2 separate regions of the Capra hircus genome follow, and region 2 is linked to region 1. A link is a contact called in public Hi-C data. All regions are on one chromosome and are shown on one strand. The core of a region is the stretch at or near the end of the contact, and the rest is flanking DNA. Distances in the headings are between cores, read along the strand shown. Region 1 has its middle 4.3 kb from the start of TRNAL-CAG. Region 2 overlaps CX3CL1 (fractalkine).

What was found. A called contact is a pair of places that touch in the nucleus more often than the background predicts.
Region 2: a contact with region 1 is called in a Hi-C map of blood, with 2.0 times the contacts expected there. The contact joins two enhancer-like sites. A contact is called at or near these places in 3 of 5 Hi-C or Micro-C datasets (all in blood).

Annotation. Positions count from the first base shown.
Region 1 is chr18:26,666,892-26,672,699 of ARS1.2, forward strand. No RefSeq gene overlaps it. Among named protein-coding and RNA genes, the nearest start is that of TRNAL-CAG, 4.3 kb to the left of the region's middle. Within about 2 kb of position 3,945, at least 1 of the 5 cell types and tissues checked has an H3K27ac peak or open chromatin away from gene starts, as enhancers often do.
Region 2 is chr18:26,748,923-26,755,069 of ARS1.2, forward strand. CX3CL1 (fractalkine) reads left to right here. Exons shown (of 3, transcript XM_018063153.1): 3 at 134-3,324. The coding sequence ends at 1,349. Among named protein-coding and RNA genes, the nearest start is that of CX3CL1, 12 kb to the left of the region's middle. Within about 2 kb of position 1,584, at least 2 of the 5 cell types and tissues checked have an H3K27ac peak or open chromatin away from gene starts, as enhancers often do.

The DNA of each region.
Region 1 (5,808 bases), core at 2,695-5,194:
AGGAAGGGTGGTCAGGGAGGGCCCCTCTCAGAAGACAGTGAGTTCTGAAGGGAGAGACAAGCACAGTCAAAGCCAGGAATAGCAGTGTTCCCTGGGGCGGGGGGTGCATAGCCTGTGCAAAGGTCCTGGGCCAGAGAGGGATTGTGGTCTGTTGAAGAGGCAGCAAGGCCAATGGGACAAGGTTAAGCGTGGGAGGAGGCTGAAGTCCATATCACACAGGGCTGGGGTGCCAGGAAGAGTTTGGATTTTCTTCTGTCTGTGTTGGAGTCACTGGAGTGTTTAAAGCAGGGGAGTAACAAGATTCAGTTGGCCTTTCAAAATGATCCATTTGGCTGATCTACAGAGAATGGATGTGAGAGGCAAGAGGAGAATCAAAAGCCCAGGGAGACAGTCATGGAAAGGAGGAAGAGAGATGACGGTGACTGAGCCAGGGAAGTGGAGATTGCAAAGGGTGGTCAAGTTCAAGATTCAAGGTGTGTTTTGGAGGTATAACTAATTAGCCCTGCTGGCTGGATGGTGTGTGTGTGTGTGTGTGTGTGTGTGTGTGTGAGTGAGTGTTTTGTGTGTGAGTGCCTATACACAAAAAGGTGGAGAGAGGGGGGTGTAGGGATGCAACAGAAAGTTACCAAGATCAGAGGGGTTATCAGACACTCACAACTTCCCTCTGAGGCCAGTGCTTGGACAGGAACCATTAGTTCTGTCCTCCTGCCCCATTTTGCACAGCAGAGAGCTTAGGCTCACACAGGCTGAGTCACTCACCAGGGTCCTCTTTGGGGCAGAAGCTTTGTGGTCATGACCTCTGGAACACTCCCCTCATGCCTTCTACCACCAACCTTTCTAAATGTGTATCCTTTGGAGATAAGAAAACAACGGCAAACCCAGAGCTACAGCCCAAGTCAGTCCCACTCTTCCTGCCCCTCTCCTTGCCTGGCTGGGAGAAGTGCTGATTTGATGAGGGTCAGTGCTGCGGCCCCACTCAGACCTACCTCCTGGGTTTGGGTGGATGGTCAGCTATCTTCCCCTGACACCTTTCAGGTGCTAGATTTGTGGCATGGAAGAGGCCATTTTAGAACCCCATTCCAGGCCCAGATCTCCAAAAACGGGAAAGGGTCACTATTCCTGTTTATCTCATAGTCCCCTTATCAGCAGCCCAGACACCAACGATCAATCCTTGAGGGACCAGCCTCACTCATTTTCTACTCTCGGAAGTTGTCCAGCTGGGGAGAGGAAAGTCCCCTGAGCTCACCCTGGAAAGTCTACTAGCAGCTGGGGAAGTCCCAGGTGACTGTGCTCACCTCTGCTAGGGACAGATGGAGTCAGTCCCCGAGTGGGACCCTGATGCTCAGCCAACCGAGGGGCCTGAAAATTCCAGGGATTTTGGCATCCCTGGAATCTTGGCATATATACCCACCTCTGCCTGGGAAAAGAATGGCAGGAAACTGAATTTTAGTGAATGCCTCCCTTACATCCAATATTTTGCTGAACATTCATAGCATTACCACAATACAGAGTAGCATTACCTCCATTTACAGATGAGGTAAATCAGGCAAAGTAATTTACCCAGAGTCACACAGATAAATGGAGCTTGATTTTTCTGGCTTAATACCCCTCCTTGAGAACTATTCTGAGCTATAACAGTGACTTTTTGTTGTTCAGTTGCTCAGTCTTGCCTGACTCTTAGCAACCCCATGGACTGCAGCATGCTGGGCTTCCCTGTTCATCACCAACTCCTGGAGCTTGTGCGAACTCATGTCCATTGTTGAGTGATGCCATCCAACCATGTCATCCTCTGTTGTATCATTCTCTTCCTGCCTACAATCTTTCCCAGCATCAGGGTCTTTTCTAATGAGTAGGCTCTTTGCATCAGGTGGCCAAAGTATTGGAGTTTCAGCTTCAGCATCAGTCCTTCCAATGAATATTCCTGGTTGATTTCCTTTAGGATTGACTGGTTGGATCTCTTTGCAGTCCAAGAGACTTTCAAGAGTCTTCTCCAACACCACAGTTTGAAAACATCAGTTCTTCAGCAGTCAGCTTTCTTTACAGTTCAAATCTCACATCCATACATGACTACTGGAAAAACAATAGCTTTGACTAGACCTTTGTTGGCAAAGTAATACCTGCTTTTTAATATGCTGTTTAGGTTTGTTATAGCTTTTCTTCCAAGGAGCAAGTGTCTTTTAAATTCATGGCTGCAGTCACCATCTGCAGTGATTTTGGAGCCCCCCAAAATAAAGTCTCTCACTGTTTCCATTGTTACCCCATGTATTTGCCATGAAGTGATGGGCCTGGATGCCATGATTTTCGTTTTTTGAATGTTGAGCTTTAAGCCAGCGTTTTCATTCTCCTCTTTCACTTTCATCAAGAGGCTCTTAGTTCCTCTTCGTTTTCTGCCATAAGGGTGGTGTCATCTGCATATCTGAGGTTATTGATATTTCTCCCGGCAATCTTGATTCCATCTGTGCTTCATTCAGCCAGCATTTTGCATGATAAACTGTACATAGAAGTTAAATAAGCAGGGTAACAATATATAGCCTTGACGTACTCTTTTTCCAATTTGGAACCAGTCCGTTGTTTCATGTCCGATTTTTTTCTTCTTCTTCTTTTTTTTTTTTTTTTCATGTCCAATTTTAACTTTTGCCTATTGACCTGCATACAGATTTCTCAGGAGACAGGTCAGGTGGTCTGGTATTCCCATCTCTTTAAGGATTTTCCACAGTTTGCTGTGATCCACACAGTCAAAGGCTTTGGCATAGTCAATAAAGCAGAAGTAGATATTTCTCTGGTATTCTCTTGCTTTTTCTATTCTCCAACGGATGTTGGCAATTTGATCTCTGGTTCCTCTGTCTTCTCTAAGTCCAGCTTGAACATCTAGAAGTTCATGGTTCACATACTGTTGAAGCCCCACTTAGGGAATTTTGAGCTTTACTTTGCTAGTGTGTGAGATGAGTGCAATTGTGTGGTAGTTTGAACATTCTTTGGCATTGCATTTCTTTGGGATTGAAATGCAAACTGACCTTTTCCAGTCCTATGGCCACTGCTGAGTTTTCCAAATTTTCTGGCATATTGAGTGCAGCATTTTCACAGCATCATCTTTTAGGATTTGAAATAGCTCGGCTGGAATTTTATTACCTCCACTAGCTTTGTTCATAGTGATGCTTCCTAAGGCCTACTTGACTTTGGACTCCCGGATGTCTGGCTCTAGGTGAGTGATCACACCATTATGGTTATCTGGGTCATGAAGATCTTTTTTGTATAGTTCTTCTGTGTATTCTTGCCACCTCTTCTTAATCTCTTCTGCTCCTGTTAGATTCATAACGTTTCTGTCCTTTATGGTGCCCATCTTTGCATTAAATGTTCTCTTGGTATCTCTAATTTTCTTGAAGAGATCTCTAGTCTTTCCCATTCTATTGTTGTTTTCCTCTGTTTCTTTGCATCGATCACTTAGGAAGGCTTAATCTCTCCTTGCTATTTTTTTGGAACTCTGAATTCAGATGGGTATATCTTTCCTTTTCTCCTTTGCCTTTTGCTTCTCTTCTCAGCTATTTGTAAGACCTCCTCAGACAACCATTCTGCCTTTTTGCACTTCTGTTTTTTGAGGATGGTTTTGATCACCACCTCCTGTACAATGTTATGAACCTCCGTCCATAGTTCTTAAGGCCCTCTGTCTACCATATCTAATCCCTGGAATCCATTTGTTACTTTCACCATATAATTGTAAGGGATTTAATTTAGGTCACATCTGTGATAAGTGCTTTATTTACATTGTTTCTTTTTAGAAACAAAGACAGAAAGAAAGCCATGGGGGCTTGCCAACTAAGGTGGCAGGCTGAACTTGGAGACATTATTTTTAGTCCTGTTTTCATTATAGAGGAGACTTAAAAGAAAGGGTAAGCGTTTCCCAGCAAGCCAGTCCAATTGGCAAGGCCAAGTTTTTTGCTTCAGGCTCTGGTTTCTTTGGCCAAGATTCAGCGCCAGTAGTGAATCCCTGCCAAGCCTGGTTTGGGCATCTTGGCCCACTTAGCTGGGAGATCAGGAGTGCAGTTGATGAAGCAGGTGTGGATCTCTGATGGGGTGGGATAGGAACTGCTCAGTCTCTCTGGAGCCAGAGCCAAAGACCCCAGGTTCTCCCTTGGTGTGGAGAGTTGGGCAACCCAGTTCCTGGAATTTGAATGAATCATGTGGACTGTGGTGACCAGAATGCACCAAGGACCAGGAACTCACTTCCAAGTTCTGTAGACTGCTTATCATGTCCCCAAAGCCTTCAGTCTCCCTAGAAAGAGAACCCCAGGAGTGGGGAGACTCCATGGCATAACACTCTAATAAGCAAGGGTTGCAGTGCGCGTGTGGTTGCATAGCCAATTTTAACTCGAAGGAGCGTGACTGAATGTGTCAGCACGTGGATTCTGGAACCGCCTGAGTTCAAATCCTGCTTCTGCTAGCTCTATGACACGGGAGAGTTAGTTAGCCTCTCTGTTCCTCAGTTTTCCAATCTGCAAAATAGATTTAGGAATAGTATCTGCCTCAAAGGTTTGCATAGACGGAAGGGTTAATACGTGTTGGACATTTAGGGTTCATGGAATAGAATAAATGCTTTAAGTGTTAACCCAGAAAAATAAACTAATGTACCACTTCTGCCGCGCTCCAAAACTGCCAAAGTTTTAGTGTTTAATAGCACAACTGACCAAGGGCTGAGATATGAAGTTACCATGTTCGGGAAACATGGAAGGTAGGGGAGGGAAATCACTCTATAAACTAACTCTGTAGTACCAGGTAAGAGGAGGGCCTGCTTGATAATAGAAAACCTGTCTACACATTAGTACACATTAGTGCGCATTAGTTGCAAAAAGCCACCCATCTTCCGTCTTCTCTTGGCTCGTGAAAAGGATGCTGCTGAGTCTGGTTCGGATGGACAAACTTCAGCTCTTCTGTGGGGCAGGGATCTTGTTTTCACCATCCAGCTCTTCCACCCCAGCCCGTGTCATGAGGTCTGTGGTGCTTCTGTCCAGGTCACCAATGTGACTTCTCAGGTCATCAGTTCTTCCAGTGATCCAACTGGACATGGTCTGAATGCGGTATTTTTCTCCAGGTCATCAATACGATTGCCCATGTCATCAATTTTTCTTTTTCAGATTTAAAAAAATGTGGACCATTTAAAAAGTCTTTATTGAGTTTGTTACAACATCGCTTCTGTTTTCAGTCAGTTCAGCTGCTCAGTCGTGTCCAGTTCTTTGCAACCCCATGGACTGCAGCCCACCAGGTTTCCGTGTCCTTCACCATCTCCCAGAGTTTGCTCAAATTCATGTCCACTGAATTGGTGATCCCATCCAACCATCTCATCTTCTGTTTTAAGTTCTGTTTTTTTTTGGCCACGAGGCATGTGGGGATCCCAGCGTCCCAATTAGGGGATCAAACCCACACCTCCCGCATTGGAAGGTGAAGTCTTAACCACTTCACGAGGGAAGGCCCTCACGATGATGTCATCAGTTATTCCAATGATCTGATCAGATACGGTCTGAAATTTATCTTGAATCTGTTGCAGGAGTGCCTGCATTACTGAGGTGAGATCCTGCATGGTCTTGAGGTCATCTCCCCAGTTCCCAGCTTGGCGGTGCTGTCTCAGACCGTCACCTACCATTGGTCATTTCCATTGGTCCCCAGTGTACCATTTATTGCACGCATCTGGTAAACGTGGTGGAGCAAGTTCCCACCTATCAAACTGACGGTGCTGAAGTAGTATCTACGGGGCCATCCCAACAACCACAGTATCCTGTCTGCCCTCTTTGATCCAGCCTTGCTCACCTCTTCCAC
Region 2 (6,147 bases), core at 334-2,833, 80 kb after region 1:
CACAGCTCATAGCTAGTAAGTGGTGGGGACTTGATTTCCAGCCAGGTCGGCTCACCTGCAGAGATTTTGTGTGATGCTCCTACTCCACGTGGCATTTAAGCATCACTGGCTCCCTTGTCTTCCTTCCTTGCAGCCTGAAGACTGTGAAGGGTAAATCATTCTGTGCTGACCCAAAGGAGGAATGGGTCCAGAAAGCCATGAAGCAACTAGACCAGAAGGCTGCTGTGACTCAAAAGAGCGGCACATTCGAGAGGCAAATCGGTGAGGGTGAGCCCAGGACCCCCCTGGGCGCCAGAGAGATGTACTGGTCTGCTGCCTCAGAGGTGAACTTCACAGGCGAAAGCAGTGGTCTAGGGGCAGAGAGTGCCTTGGGGACTTCTCCAGGAGTGGCTGGTTCCATGGGGACCAGGTCCTCCTCCACTTCAAAAGCTCCAGATGGAGGGACTCAGAAAACTGAGCTTATCAACAAGGCTGCCATCACCACCACCACGTCTTGGCAGAGTTCTGCTGCCGACCAACCTGAGGCAGGCCTCTGGACTGAGGGGAAAGCCTCTGAGGCCGCCTCCACCCTGGTCCCCTCCACCCAGACCCTCCCCACCCCAGTCCCCTCCACCCAGGCCCCCTCCACCCAGACCCTCCCCACCCCGGTCCCCTCCACCCAGACCCTCCCCACCCTGGTCCCCTCCACCCAGGCCCCCTCCACCCAGGCCCCCTCCACCCAGACCCTCCCCACCAAGACCCTCCCCACCCAGACCCTCTCCACCCCGGTCTCCTCCACCCAGGCCCTCCCCTCCCTGGTCCCCTCCACCCCGGTCCCCTCCACCCAGGCCCTGACTCTTTCCCACGCTGTCTTAAAGGACAGCAGTGGGCCTGGAAGCCTAACTGTGGGAATCAAGGTACAGGACTCATCAAAGAACTCTCTAGGGTCCAAAGAAACAAGTCCCTCTTCAGCTCACACAGAGGCCTTCCTGGGGTTGGCCACTGTGTCCAGAGTCTTTGAGGTCACTATAGCCTCTGAAGGGACCCCCAGCATGGATGCACTGGCCTCGGGCAGCTGGGCCCCCGAGACTGAGGAGCTCCCCAAGGCCAAGGAGCCCGTTCTCACCACCGCAGGCCCCCAGAGTCTGGGCATCCTTATGACGTCCGTGCCTGACTCCCAGGTGGCCACGCGAAGGCAGGCCGTAGGGCTGTTGGCCTTCCTCGGTCTCCTCTTCTGCCTGGGGGTGGGCATGTTTGCCTACCAGAGACTGCAGAGCTGCCCCCGCAAGATGGTGGGGGATGTGGTGGAAGGGATCTGCTATGTCCCCCGGAGCTGTGGCAGTAACTCATATGTCCTGGTGCCAGTGTGAGATCCCCTCCTGCCTGCGTCCGTCCAGTCATTCAACTCAGCGGCCCGGGGTCCCCCATCCTCACACTTTCCCTCACCCAAGAGCCTGGCCCAAGCTGGGATGGTTGAAGCAAGGAGGAGAGGCCATCTGGGTGGGTCTGCTCCCAGCGCCTGGAGGCCACCCTTGACCATTCATGACCTACTGTGGACAGAGCAGGTGGCCTCCCCAGCTCACTCCAATGTCCCAAGACAAAAAAACGCCCCTCTGCTGTTGGCTGGTTAGAGGGTCCGTTAGATACCATGCCAGCCTCTGTGAACAAGTATTTCCTGAATGCCCGGCCCCTTTAACCCACTTCCCCTGTGTTACCGCGGGCATCCCATTTCGCAAACGAGCCTTGGTCAGGCCTCCCCTGCCCACTGCCCCAGACCTCGTCGCGTCTCTTGGTCCCGCTGCGGTCGCCAGCCACCCCGGCCACCTGCGGTGCTAGTTTTCCATGGGCCCTGTACAGACCCCATGCCCCAGGCGGGGACCTGTCTTTTCTTGCATGAAGTTAGTGTGGTGTTTCCTGGGACTGCTCCCAGCGAAGGTTCTGCCCTTGGGCAGGTATTTTGGGAATGAGAGATGAAGTAATCTGCTGGCTTGGATTCCACCCCCACCCCCCACCTCCGCACCTGTGAAGGAACATTGACTATGAATGTGAAGGCTGGGAGTTTAGTCCCAGGCCCTCACCCATCCATCAAGACATTCATCCCCCTGGTGTCTCATCTGTGAAAGGGAAGAGGGATGGTAGATATGTGGCAATAACGGCTATCCCTGTCAGGTATCACTAGTTGATCCAGAGACCCCTTTCTGCAGACCCTGGATACAGCTTCTCAACCTTCAGCAGTAGAGATGCTCTCAACCATCGATGAGACAGGCACATCCATGGATGCTGTGACCAGGAGGTCCTGCCCCCACCCTACCCCTCCACAACTTGTGACAGCCTACCAGGTCACAAGTGACAGGCTGTAGGAGGAGCAGAGGCCTGCAGGCTCCCAGAAAGGAGCCAGGGAGCAGCCGCAGGCAGTAGCCATGCCCTTTCCTCCGCTTCTTCCTGAAGGACCCGAGTCCAGCATTTTCTCTTTCTTTTCTGTGGCCTGGTTTCCTCTTCCACCTCTCACTCCTTGAAAACACTGTCCTCTGCACTCTGAGTTCTTCCTGCCTCCCCTTCGCCCCCACCACAGGCAGAGCCAGGAATTTCCATAAGATCAGAGTCCACCATGGAAACCTGAGGTTCCCGTGTTTACTTCTGAAAGGGACTCTGTCCTGTGGGGAGAGATGGGCAGGGGAGGGGAAGTTGTGGGCATGACGTCAGAGGTTCCCTTTTAGGCACTGGAGGCTTGGGCAGGACTGGGTGGGGCTGAAGGCTCTCTGGACTGGCCAGCACCCCGCCATCAGAGCTGGACCTGCAAGTCCCACCCTTCAGGGTCTCTGGTGGCAGCTCCCCACCTCCCTCTGATGGTCTCTGAAAGTGTTCTTTGCACTCCACTAGAGGAGCCTCCCACGGGCCAGGCTCTTCCATGTACAAATGGTATGCTCCTTTGCAGATAGATGCTGAGAGAGTGCACAGGCGGCTCTGGTCCAGAGAGAGGGAAGCCAGCTTTCCCTGTCTGCCTGGCCCTCCTCGATGCCCGTGAGGGTCTGGCTCGGGTTGGGGGCACTCTGACCTCAGAGAGGAGGACAGCAGATCTGAATGCACTTTTTGGGTTCTTCTTGATGGGGAACCTTCAAGGGATGGGGCTCCTGTGATGGGGCTCCCACCTGTGATAATGCGGCTGGGGACAACGGTCCCCCTTCCACAGACTTTGTGAGGTCCTCTGGAGAAGGACAGGGATAAAGACAATTTGGGGAGGGCTTTGGAAGGAGTTGGTTGATCATTTTGCTTTTCCAACCCTATCGCCAATGTCTGTGCCATTTTATATTTTACTAATAAAATTGAAAAGTTTTGTGGGTCCAATATAGTTGTTTTTCCTGGGTCAGACTCAGCAATCGGGGCCTCTGGGAAGATGGAACAAAGGAGGAGCCAAGACTCTCTGGGGAAGTGAGACTTCTCCGGTGCACCAGTGGATACGACTCTGTGCTTCTGCTGCAGACAACGCTGGTTCGATCCCTGGCCCTGGGGTCCTGCATGCGGCAGGGCAGTGTGGCCCAAATAAACAAAAGACTCTCTGTGGAGGCACTGGGGACGCCTGGGGCAGAGGGGCAGCAGGAGAAGGGGCCCTGGGAACAGGGGTGAGGACGGCTGAGCCTCTAGCCTCTGCCCAGGTATGTGACATTGGGCATGCGTAAAATCAGGTGAGACTTCACTCTACACCTGAAGTTAACACAACATTGTTAATAACTATACTCCACTATAAGAAATTTAAAAATGTTTTTAAGATTTTAAGAAACCAGGTGGGAGATTTCCAGCAGCTTCCATCCCTGGCAGGAATTAGATTCCCTTATGAAGTCCCCCACCCTGCCCCCTCCCACTGCCCAGGCCTACTAAGCCACCACCTTGAGGGCCTTGGTATCAGCATTAGGGATCTAGTGACCCACGGGAGCAAATGGGGCCACATTTTCCTCTTTACAGCCTCAACTCACTGCTGGTCCAGATAAAGATCAAAGAGGGATTACTTCTCAAGGGACTTGGGTACTCAGAGGTGTGACTCAAGTGTGAACTGCCAGTGCCCAAGGTGGCATCACGAGCGGCTCTGTACAGTTGTGTAGACTGGAAACTGTGCAAATTGCCAAAGGCCAAGTCCAGCTTATTACAGAGTATTGCATCAGTCCTGAATATTCACGGGAGGACTGATGCTGGAGCTGAAGTTCCAATACTTTGGCCACCTGATGCGAAGAGCTGACTCATTCGAAAAGACCCGGATGCTGGCAGGAGGAGAAGGAGAACAAGATGGTTGGGTGGCATCACCCACTCAGCGGACATGAGTTTGGGCAGACTCCAGGGGACAGTGAAGGACAGGGAAGCCTGGCATACTGCAGTCCATGGGGTCTCAAAGATTTGGACACGACTGTGTGAATGAACAAATGATTCCATGGATTCTTAGATACACGTTTCTTTTTTCACATTGTAATACCTTTGGAATCGAGATATGTCTTACAGTCAACAACTTTTCACAGTTTAATTGACAGATCTTTTGTTCTCTACTAGTAGTTTATTAAATATCAGAATGTTTTACATTAGAGGCATTTTAGGTTTGATGTCTACATGGAATTTTTTTTTTTTTAATTAGAGGCAACACTTAAGAAACAGGAAATTACACACACCAGCCCACTTTTCTAGGTTCTCTCAAGTGATTTGGAAGGTCTCAGCCCCACTGTGTGTTGTCGCCCCCAAGATGACAGTGGGTAGGGCCTGAGCCTTGGCTGCCCCTTGAAAAGGAGCAGGCCAGGGTGACAATCCTGGGTTCTCTACCAACCCTTCCACTTCATGGTGCTCCGGATTCCAATGGCCATGTCAACTGCCATTATCATCACCCTTCTCTTGTTTTTCTCATAGAGAGGATATTTTTCTCTGAGCCCAAGTCTTCATCAAAAGTGGGACCAGGAAAGACAGCATATGATGGGCCTTTAATTTTTCTTACGTGCAGCTTCCCTCATTTCACCACCTGCCGAGCCCCACAGACATTTGGCTTTGAAGTTTCTGCAAGAATCTGAGATTGCTGCCTCGCCACTCAGCTTGTGGGATCTTACTTCCCAGACCCAGGATAGGACCCACGCCCCCTGCTGTGGGAGCCCAGAGTCCTAACTATTGGACTACCAGGGAAGTCCCTGCAAATTCTAGTACTGCCCTTAGCAGCACACAATAGCTTTCCTGTTCCACTCCAAGTCCAGTCGGGCTTTTGCGCGCTCCCACATCCAGGAAGGAGCTGGAGGCAAAGTCATATCCCCTCAACATGTGAACACCACCCTTTCAGCAACATGCAACACCAGCAGTGTCTTTGAAATGAAAATATTTGTTCCTGATTTTTCATCACATTCTCAGATAAGGTTAAGCTCTTCATGTTCCAGAAGAAAATGGAGAGCAAAAGAAATTTTTCTTCTCCAGTCCAGATCAGCTCCCTAGGGATTCGGGGACTGATTTTTCTTTTTTGGCTGTGGAGCTCAACTTTAGCTAAAGTGATTCCCCGTAATTAGTGCAGAGTTTGACGGAGACCTGAAAGTGAAGTGAAAGTCACTTGGTCATGTCCAACTAGTTGCGACCCCATGGGCTGTATAATCCATGGGATTCTCGAGGCCAGAATACTGGAGCTGGTAGCCGTTCGCTTCTCCAGGGATCTTCACAACCCAGGGATCGAACCCAGGTCTCCCACTTTGCAGGCGGATTCTTTACCATCTGAGCCACCTGAGGCCTCTGAAAGCTTTGATAGAGTGATCAGGGTTCTGAGATATAATATACTATTACTAGTAATATAATATTATTATTTCTATTATTATCACTGTTGCTGTTCAGTTGATAAGTCGTGTCCAGTTCTTTGCGACCCCAGGTACTGCAGCATGCCAGTACTCATGTACTCCTCCTGTCCTCCTCTATCTCCTGGAGTTTGCTCAAATTCACGTCCACTGAGTCTATGATGCTATCTAACCATCTCATCCTCTGTCATCCCCTTCTCCTCCTGCCCTCAATCTTTCCCAGCATCAGGGTCTTTACCAATGAGTTGGCTTTTCACATCAGGTGGCCAAAGTACTAGAGCTTCAGCATCAGTCCGTCCAATGAATATCATTATGTTATAATATTATTAGAATATCATATTATAATAAGAGTAATATTATTATTGTTATT